Linked DNA regions of Mus musculus: region 1 is linked to region 2. A link is a contact called in public ChIA-PET data. All regions are on one chromosome and are shown on one strand. Each heading gives the region's core, a stretch centred on a gene start, on an enhancer-like site or on the middle of the called end of the contact. The rest is flanking DNA. Distances are from core to core; before and after follow the strand shown. Region 1 holds the start of Wdr70 (WD repeat domain 70). Region 2 overlaps Wdr70 (WD repeat domain 70).

Region 1 (3,288 bases), core at 732-3,231, 120 kb before region 2:
ATCATATGGGCACTCTTAAACAGTCTGCAGATTGCACTGGGAATCATTGATTGAGTGGCTTCCTGTTTTGATTAATGAATAAATTCATTTTCTTCAAGAGAAATAAAAATCTTCCATTACACTTTACAGTTATGTTTATGAAGTTGTTTCACGCATACTCAACAGAAATAGTTTAATGTGGAAGCTGCATTGTTGTCATCATTGATTGATAGCAGAGTGTCTTTTTAAAATGATGTTTATGGTGATAAATACCAATTCTAATGGGGTGATGGAATAGCTATTTTTTTTTCATTTTCTCTAGTGCTTTTCAGTTTAAAGTTTAATATATCATGAATCTCAAAATTTCTTCTCCTTGACAATTGAGGAGCTGAAACTATTACTTATGAGCTTAAAGGTTATGGATACATAATATCATTCATAAAGTTCTACTCCAGTATCTAATGGCTGCTTATTTATGCTCAGAAAAGAAATATTAGCACCAATAATAACATATTTGAGAGTAGGCAAAATAAATTAGCCTTACTGGTTGAAGTTCAGGGTAATTTGTCACTAGTAATCTCTTGAGGCAAACCCAAACTTCCTTGCTACAAATTATATACATCTTGTGCATAGGAAAAGTAACTTGCCTTCACAACCATTTCTTCTTATTAATTCATTTAATAACCACTCAAGAGTGCCTGCCCAGCCATTATATTATGAAGACAGACTAGGGTATCACATGGTAGGTGGGCCTTATTTAGTTGGAGGCCTACAAAGTTCTACAGATGCTTTCAAAAGCAGGAGAGATTTAATTTGATAGTTGGAGATGAGCTGGTTGGATCAATGACTTGGTGAAGAGTTAAAGCATTCAGGACTATGTGTTCTGAGGCCGCTCCCTGCACTAAATGGGAATGTTGAAAATGACAAGATTGGAATAGAAAGGTTTTGGAAGTCAGGCTAACCTTTTATTAAATTTGTATTTTTTTGTGGTGGAGATCCAATACAGACCCTTAGCCTTGTCTATGCTAAGCAACCACAGATCTACAGCTTCTTTGTACTAATAAATTTTTCTTTTACTCTAAGGACAATGGAAGCATTAGATAATCATTATCAATGAACCATAGACAGAGACAGGAGTCTAATATTGGGGCTCAGGAGTAATTTTATCAAAGAATTTTCATTCTTGAGTGGACTACAAGGCTCAGTAGGAAATTGTCTTTTCTGCTAAGCTTGTGACTTGAGGTCCACCCCCAGAACCACATAGTAGAAGAATAGGTCTGCAGGTTGCACAGTAAGGCATGTTTATACCACGTCCACAATCATTGAGTGCATGTGAAAATGAAGTATTTTCACTTGGCTTGGTAGCACACATCTTTAAAAGCTTGGGAGGCAGAGGAATCTAGATGGGTCTCTGAGTTCTGGGCCAGGCATGGATTACAAAATGAGAGACTCTGACAAAAGAAAAATTCAACCAAGTATTTGTTTTAGACTTTAAAAGTATATTAAATGATGTGTCATTAAGAATAGGAACAGAGTTGTAAAGAAACTAAAATAAATTGGAAACACAGTAGTTATGTAACATGTAACATTTGGAACCCTTAGTAAACAAGGCTAGCCTAGAGAGTGGAGACTGAGGGCAAGCGCTTTAAACATTCCTAACAACTCTTCAGTTTTCTGGCATCTTTATAACTAGATAGTGGTTTCTTCAAGCATACTGAGAAGATGGGCAGCAGTGGAAGTTTCATCATGTACGTCAAGTACATTACGAATATAGATAAAAGTAGCATGCAAATAACAAGATTCTGTTGATTTCCTTAGAAACGTGCCAGGACTTTGCTTGAGAACGCATCTGAAACCACCGAAAGGTTTTAGGGAACTCCCAAACTAGACCTCCTCGTGGCTTGTCAGCGCATTCCCTCCGCACCGCTAGGGGGCGAGAGTCCGAAAGCCTGCCTACCCACGCAGCCGGGCCGCTCTTGGCGACGCGGTCTCGGTGACGACACTTCCGTCGGGCTTGCCGGGAGTCGCGCGCTGCTGCATCCACGGAGGCGGTGGGCTCGGGCAGTCATGGAGCACTCGGGAACCAGCGAAGGTGGGTGTGGGTTAGGCGGGCCAGCCGGGGTGGAGGGCCGTGCTGGGCACTGGAGCGCCGGGCTGACGGCCGGTCTGTCCTTTGTTTCTTGCTCCAGTGACAGGCGCAGACACGGCGGGACCCGACCCTCAGCTGGCGGTCACCATGGGCTTCACAGGATTCGGTGAGTGACTGCCCGGGGCAGAGCCCAGCCCGACTTCGCCCGGGGCTTGCGAGTAAAGGGTAGGAGAGCTGCCACTTTTGACCGGCGCCTTCCGCCGTGCCAAATCCGAATCGGTCCCATTTAAACTGTTGAGACCAGTTCAGGTGACAGTTGGAAACCTTGACGGAAAGGGATTACTATGGTGACCCAGTCTGAGAAAGACATTTAGTGGCGACCATTAAATAACATTTTGGTGGATATAGCGTTTCTTCCTCTTCAGTCTTAATGTATACCCTGGTCTTGTCACATTATTAGGTGATTTAAAAGAAAAAACAGTCTCAAAAGACATAATCATCTGTTAATAGTATCAGTGCTAGAAAAATCAAATGGAAATTGACCTGTAATTTGTTTTGGGAACAAATGTCTCTCTGATGTACCTAGTTCTCATTCATTCATTGTTTCATTTATTCATCTACTTAGCTTCTTCTAGGTAATTAGTCGATAAAAGGGTAGTTACAGTATTTACTTTTTTTCTTTCTTTTCTCCCTTCTTTTCTTCTTTTTCCTTCCCTCTTCCACCTCCTCTTTTCCTCTTCTTCCTATTCATTCTCCTCTTTTGTTTGTTTGTTTGTTTTTTGTTTTTTTCTAGACAGGTTTTGTGTGTGTGTGTGTGTGTGTGTGTGTGTTTGTGTAACAGTCCTGGCTGTCCTGGATATCACCCTGTAGACCAGGCTGGCATCGAACCCGTAAAGATCTGCTTGCTTCGGTCTCCCGGTTGCCTGGATTAAAGGCTTGAGCTACCACCACCCGGTGGATTTATTTTTTTAAAAGATAAATGTATATATAGTTATATTTCTGAGCGGTTGTTTTGCCTCTATGTCTGTGCACCATTTGCCTGCAGTACCTATGGGGGCCAGAAGAGGTCACTGGGTCCCATGGAACTAGAGTTACAGATGGTTGTGAGCCACCTTGTGGGCCCTGGGAACTAAACATGTCCTTTGCAAGAGCAACAAGTGTTCTTAACTTGTGAATCATCTCTCCAACTCCTGTTTTTGACTTCAGAAAATTAGGAGAAT
Region 2 (3,353 bases), core at 372-2,871:
CTTCTATTTTTAAATCTTTCTTATGAAACACAGTTTTAATTTTACAAGACCAGATCTCACTCCAAGTTTCAAAATATCTGTTCTTCAGCATAAAATGTTCTGACAGATACCTAATGGCCGATTACTTTAGCATCTAAGTTTTAGGCATACATTCAGAGAATCAGGGCCATAAAACCTTAGCATAATTAGTCACTATTAGATGTTGTATGAACTTGTATTTCACACATCTATATTCTAGGTGAATTAATTTCTACTTTCTTGTTATTTTGATAATTAGCCCAACCTATTAATAAATTAAAATAAACAGAAATACTTATTTGTTAGATTTATTAGCTTTTTAAAAAATTTATGATCTAAGGGGAAATGCAGAAAGGAACAAGTATTTATTGAGTGCCTATTATGTTCCAAGTATTGTCCTGGATATGTTTACCTCCCTAATCTCACTTTGTCTTCACAGCCCCTCAATGTTGCTATCATCATCCCAGTTTTAGACAAGATGAGGTTTAAACAAGCCACACGATGATTGTTTGTGCTTGTGTGGGGTCTTTCGCACCATAAGTCTAAAGTACCATCTGTCATTGGGGATGCTCAGTTATAAAAAGGAGAAGTTGACTATTGTAATTTATCCTCACCACTGCAGAACTGGGACCAGAAAAATAGAAACACATGTAGTGTTTCTCAGTTCTTTGTGATTGCTAACTGTGGGAAACAGTTAACAGAGACAAGGAACAAGTAGACAATACAGGATACCTTTAGTAAGGGGAAGGCTTTATAATACAAATGATGCTGTCACAGTGGGCATCCACGTACAAAAACATTAGCCTGATCCTGACCTTGAACTGTGTATTAAAATCAGTTCAAGTAGATGACAGATCTAGTCATAAAATTTAAACTATAAAACTTAGAGAAGAAATAAAGGGGATTTCTATGATTTTTTGGTTAGGTAGGAAGTTTTTAACTATGTGGCTCCCAAATACTAATAAATTAAACTGTATAGGAATTTAAGGAGGGGATTTAGCATTGTTGGTAGATTGCTGATCTAGCATGTACAGAGCTCTGTAGTCTATCCCTAGTGCCACACAGCCCAGACATAGTAGCACACACTCACTTAGAATACTAACTCATAGGAAGACTTTCCAGGTCTTCTGAGAGGTTCGAGACCCTGTCTCAAAGAATTCTGAAAGATTAGTTGACATTTATTTTATGTGAATCTTTGTCTTTCCCGTCTGAATGTTTATACACCATGTCGTAGCTATAGAGCCCACGGTGTCAAAAGTCATCAGATTGCTTGGAACTGGGAGCACAGAGGCTGTTGGCTGCTATGTAGGTACTGAGAGCTGAACCCTGGCCCTCTTGCAGAGGACCTAAACCCTGTGTAAGTGTGATTAACTAGTGAGCTGTTTCTCCAGTCCACCAACATGTTTTTTTAAATCTGTTACTGAAACACTTTTTTTTTTTTTAAAAAAAAAGGTCATGATAATACTTAGATAATACTTGCTACTTTACAAATACACTTCTCATCAAGAAATGAGATCCAGAGCTGGAGATTAACTCAGTATGTTTGTGGTAGCATGTGCAAGTCTCTGGGTTTGTGTCCCCACATTCACTTCCTGCCACTCCTCCAAACCAACCAACCAACCAACCAACCAACCAACCAACCAAAGCAACAAAACTTGTATCTAGAATAAAGAGCTGTCAGCATCTAGTAAAAAGAAAATGAACTACTTAATATTGAAAGCAGGAAAACATTTGAACAGGTCCTTCCCTAAAGAAGAGAAACGGTGTGTGGACCAATCCTCCACATCACTTAGGCATTGGAACTGTAAATTAAATCCATAATGCACAGTACTCATGAATTTCATATTCAGAGAACTGCCAGACTAAAGTGTTAAGAACGTGAAGAAGGAATCTCAGATGTTTCCTTGAAATCCTCTCAATTACACTCTGTTAGTCCAAGTTAGCTGCATGTGAGTGTGGGAAATACAGGCTTAAACTGATCAGCAGATATTGAAGAGCACACACAGCCAGGAGTTTCTGTCCTAGTCTTGAGGACATCTGACTGGCTGGCTGCCGGGTGCCTTGTAACGTGGGGCTCCCTACTTCCCAGGAGACTAGTCTGAACGCTGCAGTCCCATTGTCCCTTCTGGTTTTCTGAGAATCTTTCCAGACCCCGTTTGAGCAGACATTAGGCAGTATGACCTCTTTCTCTTCTTTCCTTCTTTCCTTCTTTCCTTCTTTCCTTCTTTCCTTCTTTCCTTCTTTCCTTCTTTCCTTCTTTCCTTCCTTCCTTCCTTCCTTCCTTCCTTCCTTCCTTCCTTCCTTCCTTCCTTCCTTCCTTCCTCCCCTCCCCTCCCCTCCCCCCTTCCTTTCTTTCTTTTGCTTTCCCCCCTCTTTTTTGGGGTCTTGCTCAGGCTGGCCTCTGACCTGCAATCATGCTGTTTGCCTTCAGCTTTTCTTTGTGTGGATTTTGACTTCTATTTGTTTCTTAATTTAACTTTTAAGAACTTTTCTTTAATCTATCTTGTATCACATATTGAATAGCAGTCAATTCTCTCAGGCTTATCTACTTGAAAAGGCATTGATTTCAGGTTTTTTTTTTTTTTTAAACTATATTTTCATTGGCTGTAAACTATCAGATATTCTTCTCCCTGGACTTGAGCGTACCCTTGGCTGCGTAGCTTCTACCAGGAGGTGTTGACCTCATTTTTGGGGTTCTGAATCTCATGGCTTTAATCCCCTCATGGCACCCCTCCATTCCCTGTCTGGGGAGTTTGCTGTGCCCCTGCCCAGGCCTGCGCTGCCAGGACCTGTGGCCTGCTTCAAGCTTGGGGTCAGAGAGCTCTGTCTACTCATCTCCCAGAGACATGTGGTTTTGCTTGGACTCTGGAGTGGAACAGGAGGTGTTTTTTTTTTGTTTTTTATTTTTGTTTTGTTTGCTTATTTAGTGCATTTTCTAGTGTCTACTATAGAGGAATCCACTGACACTTGTAAATAATTTATAAATTAATGTGCACTGAATAGGAGGCTTATGACCAACAGCAGCCTCCTTATCAAGATACACACAAGAGCTTGGAGTCCACTGCTTTGTAGGGCATTGACTGTAAGTAATTGATAGATTGGAGTAGAATTTGCCATTTGCCTTTGAATTTGATGGCATTATTCAAATTCTATATAATTTTCTATGAATATTAATAAATAAGACTTTCTTATAATGTATAAGAAGTCCCTAAAAGACAAAGTAGTATTTATGGGCCTGCTTCTTCAGGCTATTGTAAATAAATGATATTGTGTCCTTTCTTTTTAGTACTGTGAGGCTCTGGGAAGTTGAAAATCCAAAGAAGCAAAAAAGTGTT

What was found. ChIA-PET counts read pairs in DNA pulled down with a chosen protein or histone mark.
Region 1: an RNA polymerase II ChIA-PET map of effector CD8 T cells shows a contact between it and region 2, with 7 read pairs. The contact joins the promoter of Wdr70 here to the enhancer-like site in region 2. A contact is called at or near these places in 8 of 39 promoter capture datasets (the HPC-7 cell line, embryonic stem cells, hematopoietic stem and progenitor cells and 3 more), 1 of 15 datasets of contacts at CTCF or cohesin (embryonic stem cells), 10 of 484 Hi-C or Micro-C datasets (the G1E-ER4 cell line, the HL-1 cell line, embryonic stem cells and 3 more), 8 of 115 datasets of contacts at active chromatin or transcription factors (DN3 thymocytes, the SCID.adh cell line, effector CD8 T cells and 2 more) and 2 of 9 other capture datasets (embryonic stem cells and liver).

The regions. Positions count from the first base shown.
Region 1 is chr15:8,097,902-8,101,189 of GRCm38.p6, reverse strand. Wdr70 (WD repeat domain 70) reads left to right here and starts at 1,981. Exons shown (of 18, transcript NM_001081402.1): 1 at 1,981-2,071; 2 at 2,169-2,234. The coding sequence starts at 2,047.
Region 2 is chr15:7,977,094-7,980,446 of GRCm38.p6, reverse strand. It overlaps Wdr70 (WD repeat domain 70), which reads left to right. Exons shown (of 18, transcript NM_001081402.1): 10 at 3,305-3,353. Among named protein-coding and RNA genes, the nearest start is that of Wdr70, 120 kb to the left of the region's middle. Within about 2 kb of position 1,621, at least 14 of the 459 cell types and tissues checked have an H3K27ac peak or open chromatin away from gene starts, as enhancers often do. A contact at or near this core is called in the SCID.adh cell line and effector CD8 T cells, where this site is marked.